Regions from separate parts of the Sus scrofa genome. Here regions 2 and 3 are each linked to region 1. The links are chromatin contacts, called in public HiChIP or PLAC-seq maps. All regions are on one chromosome and are shown on one strand. The core of a region is the stretch at or near the end of the contact, and the rest is flanking DNA. Distances in the headings are between cores, read along the strand shown.

What was found. HiChIP or PLAC-seq counts read pairs in DNA pulled down with a chosen protein or histone mark.
Region 2: a contact with region 1 is called in an H3K27ac HiChIP or PLAC-seq map of alveolar macrophages. The contact joins the promoter of PIGM here to the promoter of DCAF8 in region 1. A contact is called at or near these places in 2 of 2 datasets of contacts at active chromatin or transcription factors (alveolar macrophages and skeletal muscle).
Region 3: an H3K27ac HiChIP or PLAC-seq map of skeletal muscle shows a contact between it and region 1. The contact joins the promoter of ATP1A2 here to the promoter of DCAF8 in region 1. A contact is called at or near these places in 2 of 5 promoter capture datasets (fetal liver and fetal skeletal muscle), 9 of 47 Hi-C or Micro-C datasets (embryonic fibroblasts, fetal heart ventricle, heart right ventricle and 5 more) and 2 of 2 datasets of contacts at active chromatin or transcription factors (alveolar macrophages and skeletal muscle).

Annotation. Positions count from the first base shown.
Region 1 is chr4:90,213,211-90,216,344 of Sscrofa11.1, forward strand. DCAF8 (DDB1 and CUL4 associated factor 8) reads left to right here and starts at 1,708. Exons shown (of 13, transcript NM_001244434.1): 1 at 1,708-1,863. PEX19 (peroxisomal biogenesis factor 19) reads left to right here. Exons shown (of 8, transcript XM_021089574.1): 8 at 1-98.
Region 2 is chr4:90,459,891-90,463,024 of Sscrofa11.1, forward strand. PIGM (GPI mannosyltransferase 1) reads left to right here and starts at 1,617. Exons shown (of 1, transcript XM_003355104.4): 1 at 1,617-3,134. The coding sequence starts at 1,885.
Region 3 is chr4:90,369,438-90,372,571 of Sscrofa11.1, forward strand. It overlaps ATP1A2 (ATPase Na+/K+ transporting subunit alpha 2), which reads right to left and starts at 1,468. Exons shown (of 23, transcript NM_001171541.1): 1 at 1,447-1,468. The coding sequence starts at 1,458.

The DNA.
Region 1 (3,134 bases), core at 458-2,957:
TTTCCTTTTCTTTGCTCCTTATAATCTGTTCTGTGTGTCCCTCTTCCCCTTACACTCCCAACCCCTGCATCAATAAATAAGTTCCATGAAAGCAGGAATCTTGGCTTATTTTATTCACTGCTGCAGCCTCAGTACATAGAAGAAGGCCTTACATGTAGCAGGAATTCAGTAACTGTTGGTGGCATAAATGAAAGAATGGTAGGGCATTAGTTACTTTGTATTCTGGCCCTCTTGGGTGTTGGGGTTACAAAGATGAAACAGACATAGTCCCTGCCCTTATAGAGCTTATATTCTAATAGTACAGTTAGATTACAAATACATACTTATCAGAGTTCCTGCTGTGGTGCTACGGAAACAAATCTGACTAGTATCCATAAGGGTTCGGCTTTGATCCCTGGCCTTGCTCAGTGGGTCAGAGATCTGGCCTTGCAGTGAGCTGTAGTGTAGGTCGCAGACACAGCTTGGATCCCTCATTGCTGTGGCTATGGCTATGGTTGGCAGCTAAAGCTCTGAATCGACCCCAGCTTGGGCACCTCCATATGCCACAGATATGGTCCAAAAAAAAAAAAATCTCCCATAAAAATGTAATAATAGATTAAATGTTATGGTAAAAAAATTATGAAAAAGTACAGAGTTAGAGGACAGAGAAGGATGGTAGTGCAGGATACCATTTTAGTTGGAATAGTTAAAAGCTGATTGAGGAAGTAGCCTTTGGGTAGAGATGTAATTAAATGGACAGAATGAGTCTAGTAAAAAATACCGTAGATGAACATTCCAAGAAGAGGGAACAAGTACAAAAGCCCTCAGGCTGTCCATGCTTTGGTTGTAGTGACAAGAAGAAGACCAGTAAGGCTAGAGCAGAGCTAGGTAGTATGGGAGGAAATGAAATCGGAGAAATAAGTGCCATGTCGTGTAGGGCCTTCCTCGGAAAACCTCTTGATCATTTAGATTTTTAATGTACAATGAGAAGCTTTCGGAGGTTTTGAGCATAATACTATGACCTGGCTTACGTTTTAAAAGGTCACTCTGGGTCCTTTATTTAACTAGTAGGGCAATGATGGAAGTGGACAAACCAGCTAGGCATCTCTTGCAATAGTCTAAGTAATATATAATGACATAATAGGATGGTTAGCGGTAGAGGAGGTTACCAGGGGCCTCACACCCTAGCCTTCTGGGCAAAACGCCCCTGGCCCGGCAACTGGGAGTAACTTTTTCAGGGGCCTCCTGCATGCTTCCTTCAGATGTCAGACAAGCAGAGGGTACATCATCTGTCCCAGTCTTTGGAACCTTCGACACACTACCCCCCTTCAAAGAGCTTCTTGAATAGCTTAGCTGCACCTCAAGCTTCTAAATCCCTTCTTTAAAAATGGGTAAATGGAAGCTCGGGGCGGGGCGGGGGGGGGCGGTAAATGGGTCTCGAGGGTAAAGCAAGCACTTAAGATCCTCAAAGGAAATGGAGTTTTCAGAAGAAATCTGGAGAAAACTGCTTGTTCAGAAACAGGGCAAACATGAAGGTCGCCCAGGAGTTTGCCTGCAAACCCGTCAGAAATGAAGTTGATTTAAACCACAACTCTGAAAGGCCTTTAACTCTATTTAAGTATCACGAGGATCGTGAAGTCTTCCAAACAGTACAAAAACAACTTCGCCTTCTCAGTAATGCGCACGCGCCGCCCGCTCCGTTTTCCGTTGGGCTTAGGCCCGCCCCCTATGCGTCCTCGGTGGAGGGTTGGGAGCCGAGAGCTCGCGCGACCACTTTTCCCTCAGTCTTCTCCAGCACATCGTCGCAAACGGGGCCGGAAAGCGTGGCAGCGCAGGCGCAAGCGCAGAGAGCGGAGGCGGTGGTGGTGGCGGCCGCTGGCCAGTGTAAGATGGCGGCGGCGTTGGTGGCGGCAGTGGACGGGGCGGCTGGGCCTGGAACAGTCGGAGCAGCCGCTGGCAGAAGGATGACCCAAGACGGGAAGCGGGCTGCAGAGTCTCGCCGGCTCCCGTGCTTGTAACTGCCCCAGCCGGACACCCCCCCCCTTTGACCTACCCGGTCCGTGTCTCGTTCCGGCTTGGCCTGGCCCCCTCCCCCTTGCCCCGTTCCCCTTTAAGATAGGTTTGACTGCTTTCTCGAGCTCCCAGGGCTCAGGTCTGCTCCTTCTGACCCGAGTCACCGCCGGGAGGAGTGGCTGTCCTTTTCGCAGGTCAGCCCCACGGCTGCCCCCAGGAGCATGCCCCGCAATCCACGGGGACGTCTTGCCTTGTCGGGTGACCCATTTGTGTGCGCTTTTCCCCTTTAGATTGGGGGACGCGGCTTGCCCTGCGCTTCCCCGTCATCTCAGGGCCACCGCGCTGTGTGCCCCCTCCCCCATCCCGAGTTCTCGGGCCCAGCACCTTGTACGGAAGGCCGAGGTCCAAGAACCCTGGAGTCAGTTGTTGCCGTCTGTTCCTGTACCCTTGTAATGTAATTCCCTTCACCCCTAAATCTTTCAGGGCACCGTAGAACGGTCCCATTTGGTCCCTGTTAGTTGGAAAGCATCTAGTGGCTTGAATTTCTGACTCATATGATTGTTGCTGGAGTCTCTGTAAACAAACCGGCACTAGCGCTATCACGTTCTCTCCGGGATTTCCCCCTGCTCTGTGGCTTGTTGAGAGGTTTGGTTATGGGTTGGCGTTGAAAAGATTCAGGTTTTCCTTTTAAATGACTTACGTTTTAGTGGAGCTGGGAGATTACTTGCCTGGTTCATTTAATTTCTGTAACTACGTAAGTTACTTGTTCAGTAGTCATAAATTACCGTGCTTCTAAATAGTCCTGAGGAGGTCTAAAAAAGTACTAACATGTATTCATAAATATGTTTTTATTATGTTTAGTTGAAGAGGCACCCTTGCCATTTAAACTTTAACTTTTCTTAGTCCTTCAGTGAATCTACAGGCCTATTTTCTCAGGAGCTCAGCCTGGCCCTACTTCAGTGATAAAGGAGGAAAGGTGAGTAGGAGTTGAAGGCATTTAAATTCCTCAGTCCAAGACAGACCCTACCCTGGTGCCCAAGTGCTGACCACTAAAATTATAAAATTCCTACCACAATTTCCCAAGGAGTTAGGGTATTGTTCTTGGCTTTGTTCCAGCTCTGGTTAAATTACGTTTACAAGTT
Region 2 (3,134 bases), core at 367-2,866, 250 kb after region 1:
AAAAAAAAAAAAGTAATGATCAACATAAGGCATATAATTATACGAAGGCACATATAAAGACAACGAGATATCAGAATATGAATATGCAATGTGTGAGCTTAACATGGTTCATCCAAAAGATAAACATAAATTATATAACAAATGGAAAGTAGTCCTGGGAGCTAAATGTACAAACTGGATGGAGTCATCTACTCTCCTTATGCTGGTCTACAAGACTTTCCCTAGGAAGAAGGATCAATGTGTAAAATCAAGTAAGTCAGTCAGCCAGTATTTATTGAACATTTACCATGTGCCTAACACTGCACATTCAGTTATGAGTAACTAAAATTAAGGGTAACTATAATCCCTAACCTCAAAACCCTTACAATCTTATTTAAAGGGTTACAAATACAATCTTAAGTAAACACAGCAATTCTACAATGCAGACTATAAATGGAATAAATGCCCACAGAAGGGAAAGAGCTAATGGGTTAAGGTCCTTGGTGAGAAACTCATGGAAGTAGGGGGACTGGAGAAGAGGGCAGAACTTGAGATAGATAAAGGATATTTGAAAGAGAAAAGTTGGGAACACCCCAAGGATGCCACTCCAGAGGTATTCTGGTAAGAGGAAAATCGAAACATCAATTCAGGTTTTGCTGAGTGCCTACTACAAGTCTGATCATGTGTTACATCCTGAAGTACAGAAAAGAACAAGATAATCTCTGCTCTCAAAGAACTCAACGTCTCCTGATGGAAAACTGGGAAAGTGAAACAAAAAAAATCAGTTATCAGTAACAAATTATAATATAGGAATGTTCATTCCAAAAGAGAATTTTGGAGCTGTGGGAGAGCAGGCACTGGACAGGACTCCACATATACTGGGCAGGGGTGTCTGCGTGAGTGAGCTGACAGCCTCTCCACCTTCTTCCGTTTACCCCCAGTTAGTGGGGAGGAATGGCATCTGAGTGCGTGATGAAAAAGTGAGCTGAGAGCAGGATATGCTTTTAGGAGTCAACAGTTGAGGCCTGAAGGAGCGACAGGGGAGGGGAAGGCAAGGATTACAGAAGGAATAGCAAATAGAACGACCCTGAGGCTTGAGGGTATGGCAGTTTAAGAACTCTATGAAAATTCCTGTTCTCCCTTCCCATCCCTCCAAGGGCAGCCGGTTAAAATACAGGCTGCCCAACTGAATTCAAATTTAGATTAAAAAACTAATATTATCAACCTATAAGTATGTCCCCTACATTGCATACACTCCGGACCCCCTTCCATTCATCCTATCCCAGCCCCCTCATAGCCCACAACTCGCCTCCCCGCACCCCCCAGGATTACCCTAGAGAGGGCTAGGTAAAGCATGAGACACCAAACAGGTTTTTTTTTTCTTCACTCATGTTTTTTCACCCGTGGGTCTCCGGCCCAGGCCTGAGGTATGCAGCTAGAAGCTCGCTCCGCTTCAGGGGTCAGTCTGTAAACGGAGTTGGGGCTGAGGAAGTAGGCGTGAGGGGCAGGGGACATTCACAAATAACGCTCGCGGAACTCCGTAAAAACACCACCCCCCGCCTGCCCTCCCGGCAAGCGGAAGTCGTCTTTCTCAAGGACCGGAAATCCCTCCCCCGCTGGAGGACGAGCGGAAGGGAGACAGCCAATCCAGAGGAAGGTAATTCTCCCGCTAGGCCACTGAAAACCCACCGCCCGCCGTGCGACCGGAAGCAAAACGGGGGCGGGCCTTCCTGTCGGAAGTGGTCGCTAGGCAGATGTTTCGGTAAGAGATTGTAGGAGATGTTTCAGCAGCCTAGTTGGTAGGAGATGTACGAATAGTGTGAGACAAGGAACGGAAGCCAGAGTCAGACGTCCCTTTGAAGGCAGTTTGGATTTGGGGCTGCGCTGCTGTGGTGCAGTCAGACCATGGGCTCGGCCACGCACTGGGGAGAGTGGTTCCTGAACCTGCGGGTGTCCCCCTCCGGGGTATTTGGTGTGGCCTTCCTTGCGCGAGTGGCCCTGGTTTTCTATGGGGTCTTCCAGGACCGGACCCTGCTCGTGAAGTACACAGACATCGACTACCAGGTCTTCACGGACGCCGCGCGCTTCGTGACGGAAGGGCGCTCCCCTTACCTGAGGGCGACCTACCGTTACACACCGCTGCTGGGGTGGCTTCTCACTCCCAACATCTATGTTAGTGAACTCTTTGGAAAGTTTCTCTTCATCAGCTTCGACCTCCTCACCGCCTTCCTCTTATACCGTCTGCTGCTGCTTAAGGGGCTGGGCCAACGTCAGGCTTGCGGTTACTGTGTCTTTTGGCTTCTTAACCCCCTACCTATGGCGGTGTCCAGCCGAGGCAATGCGGACTCGATCGTCGCCTCCCTGGTGCTTATGGCCTTGTACCTAATAGAAAAAAAATTCGTCGCGCGTGCCGCTGTATTCTATGGTTTCGCAGTGCATTTGAAGATGTATCCAGTGACCTATATCCTTCCCATAGCCCTCCACTTACTCCCGGAACGCGACCGTGAAGAAGACCTCCGTCAATCCCGGTATTCTTTCCACGCTCGCTTGTTCCAATTCCTGAAGAGGCTGTGTAATCGGGCTGTGCTGCTCTTCGCAGCGGTTGCTGGACTTACATTTTTTGCCCTGAGCTTCGGTTTTTACTACAAATATGGTTGGGAGTTTTTGGAGCACACCTACCTGTATCACCTGACCAGACGGGATATCCGCCACAACTTCTCTCCATACTTCTACATGCTGTATTTGACTGCAGAGAGCAAGTGGAGTTTTCCCCTGGGAATCGCTGCATTCCTGCCACAGTTAATCTTGCTTTTAGCAGTGTCTTTCGCGTATTACAGAGACCTTGTCTTTTGTTGTTTTCTACATACGTCCATTTTTGTGACATTTAACAAAGTCTGCACCTCCCAGTACTTTCTTTGGTACCTCTGCCTATTGCCCCTTGTGATGCCACTAGTGAGGATGTCTTGGAGAAGAGCTGTGGTCCTTCTAATGTTATGGTTCATAGGGCAGGCCTTATGGCTGGCTCCTGCTTATGTTCTAGAGTTTCAAGGAAAGAACACCTTTGTTTTCATCTGGTTAGCTGGTTTGTTCTTCCTCCTTATCAACTGTTATATTCTAATTCAAATTATTTCCCATTACCAGAAGAAACCCTGGAC
Region 3 (3,134 bases), core at 218-2,717, 160 kb after region 1:
GGGGAGAAGAGGGGTCAGAGGTCCATGCTTCAGTTGGGGGCTTCCTTTCCCCCGGGGGGAACAAGAGATGTCAAGGTGCCGCCGAAGATCCCAAGACAGTACATCTTCCCACTGTCGTGAGCTCTTCCTCTGTGAGGCCCACACCTCAGAGACAACTCTTCATAGACCCTCATGAGCCCCCCCCCACAGCGATGTCTCTGCTCACTCCTGCTCCAGGACCTGCGTGTTTGCAAATTTTTCTGCTGAGACACAAACACAGGTGCTCATCCGTGGATATCTGTATCAGTTCCAGCCTATGGAGAACACGTCACACACACACACACACACACACACACACACACACACACACCGGTTCTATTTATAGCTCCCACCCTAGCTCAGGAACCCTGGTGTCCAGGCTCAGAGTTTTCCCAGCTGCTAAACTCAGTGCGACACCATGTCCTTGCATGACCCCCTCCTGGGCCCAGAAACTCCGCCACAGCTCCCCACGGGCACCCTCTTTCCTCAGCACCCTCCCGGGGCTCCCTTCTGCCAGCATTCCACAAAAGGAAAGCCACCAGGCTTGGGATGTAAAGAGATTGGGTCCCTTTTCTCCATATGGAAATTTCATTTCCAAGAATTCCAAGCCTCAGCCCTGGCCACCCCCACCCTCTCCATCCCCGGTGGCTGTTAATCTTCCCCTTGGCATATCCCGAGCTGCAGAATGCCACAGGCTGGGGTGGACCGAGGGGGGTGCCTGCAGCTCTCACCAGCCTCTGGGAAAGTCCTCAAAGCGCATGGCCTGAAGCCCGAGCACAATGCTGCCGGGGACAGCGCCGGGTGGGTGGGTGGGGGTGTTGGACCAGGGGCTGGGGGCACATCGCTCTCTGCCTTTGCTCACTGCTCCCAGCTGTCCCTGGAACCCAGGGTCCCCCCTCTCTCCCAGAGCTGGTGTTTGGAAATGCTTGGTGACTCAGAAGCAGATGCCCCTTGGCCCTCTCTGCAACCACAAATTGGACCCCCATCCTCTCAGGCTGGGACTCCTGGAGGAATGGATACTTTCAGAGGGTGGCGAAGGCAGGGGGCATTCTCAGTACCAAATAACCTTCCGCTGGGAGGCCAGGAGATACGGTGAGAGAGGAGGGACCATGGGGGTTTGGTGGGGAGGAGATGAGGCAGGGGTGGAGGGAGGGCTGGAGGGGATGCTGGTGGGGGGTGGTGAGCTTCGGAGCTGGTCCTGGGGTCGGTGGTAAAGAACTCAGCACTCAGGGAGCGAGCAAGCAAGTGCCACTGTCCGTCTGTGCACATAGTCCTGGCTGGGAGACTCAATACTTCCAAGTTCAAAGCAGCCCACCGCTCCTCCCTCTGGGTCCCATCCCCACTTTGTCCTTCCTTCCAGCCTCCCTCATCATCCAGAGAGCCGCACAGCTCCCTCCAGAGCCAGCCCTGCTCTTTAGGGATACTCACCCCACGGCCCATCTTGGGGCAGAGTGGCTGCGGGACCTTGACTGGAGAGGTCACCAGGAGGATCCCGAGCTCACACCACCGGTCTGGGGCGCCAGAGACCCCGGCAGACAGACAGAGACAGTGAGCAACAGGGTAGCTTTAAATAGGTCCCTCTCCCCCTCTCCCCCGCCTTCCCTCCTCGGGAAAGAAACGTTTGTTGAAACAGGATCTCTGAGGACTCCTCCCCTCCCGCCCCTTAAGCAACTGGCCTGAGGAAGGTCCGTTTGTCCCACCGAGTGCTCCCCCTCCGCTCCCCTCACCCTCCAAGTCCTGGCCCATGGCAGCCACTACTGAGAGAGGGGAGATACGGTATGGGGTGGGGGATATGCCCCTTAGGGAGGGCAGAGGGGGAGCCCTGGGCAACAGCATCAGCATCCCAGAGAACAGAGGCCATGTGATCTGACCCTGCCTCTTGCTTTCCCGATGGGGAAGCTGAGGCCCGGAGAGACTGCACATGAACAAGATTTGAGCTGATAAAACAGAACTAGAACCTGGTCTCCTGCATCTACATCTAACTTCCCGGAGAAAGAAGCAAGAGACCGTTCTCTCCACTGTAAAGACTGTGGGAACCCTGAAGCCAGGAAGAGGTGGTGCTAGAACCCAGGGCGGCCCTTGTGTATGAGGCTTCTCGAGGTTGGCAGCCTGATGAGAGCCAAAGGCAGCTCCAGAAGCAGCATGGGAGTTCCCGTTGTGGCTCAGTGGATTAAGGACCCAACATGGTCTCTGTGAGGATGCGGGTTGGATCCCTGGCCTCACTCAGTGGGTTAAGGATCCGGCATTGCTGTGAATTGTGGTGTAGGTCACAGATGCCGCTCAGATCCGTGTTGCTGTGGCTGTGGTGTAGACCAGCAGCTGCAGCTCTGATTCAACTCCTGGCCTGGGAACTTCCATATGTTGTGGGTGTGGTCCTAAAAAGAAAAAAAAAAAAAAGAAGCAGCATGAAGTCTGCTAGATGGAGGGGAGAGAGTCTTCCCAAGCCCTCCAGATGTAGCCTTTGCAAAGTTTCAGAGTCAAGGCTCCCAAGACCTGGGAGATGGCTGGCAGAAGGGCAGGTGGGGCACAGAAGGGACTGCCCAAGTTTACCCTTGTAATTGGGGCGGGGGGAACACACACATTACCCTCTTAGACACTGTTGAGGAACTCTAGGCTGTCGATGGGTCGGTGGGGGAGAAGCCCAAAGACTGGCACTTACGGAGCTTCTAAGAGGCATATAGAGGTCAGTATCCTAACATGTACCAGAGCCAAGAACAACAAGAAGGGCAACTGCTTCCTTCAGGCAGGATGAAGGGTAGACAGACAAGAGCCCTCTCTGCACTGAAACATGGGAGTGGCATTCCCGTCGTGGCTCAGTGGTTAATAAATCCAACTAGGAACCATGAGGTTGCGGGTTCTATCCCTGGCCTCGCTCAGTGGGTTAAGGATCCGGTGTTGCTGTGAGCTGTGGTGTAGTTTGCAGATGCGGCTCAGATCCCACGTTGCTGTGGCTCTGGCGTAGGCCAGCGGCTATAGCTTTGCTTGGACTCCTAGCCTGGGAACCTCCATGTGCCTCAGGATCGGCCCAAGAAATGGCAAAAAAAAAAAAAGAAAAAAAAAAAAAAAAGAAACATGGGAGAAACTGACCCAGTGTTCGGGGAGAGGGGAGAGGGGAG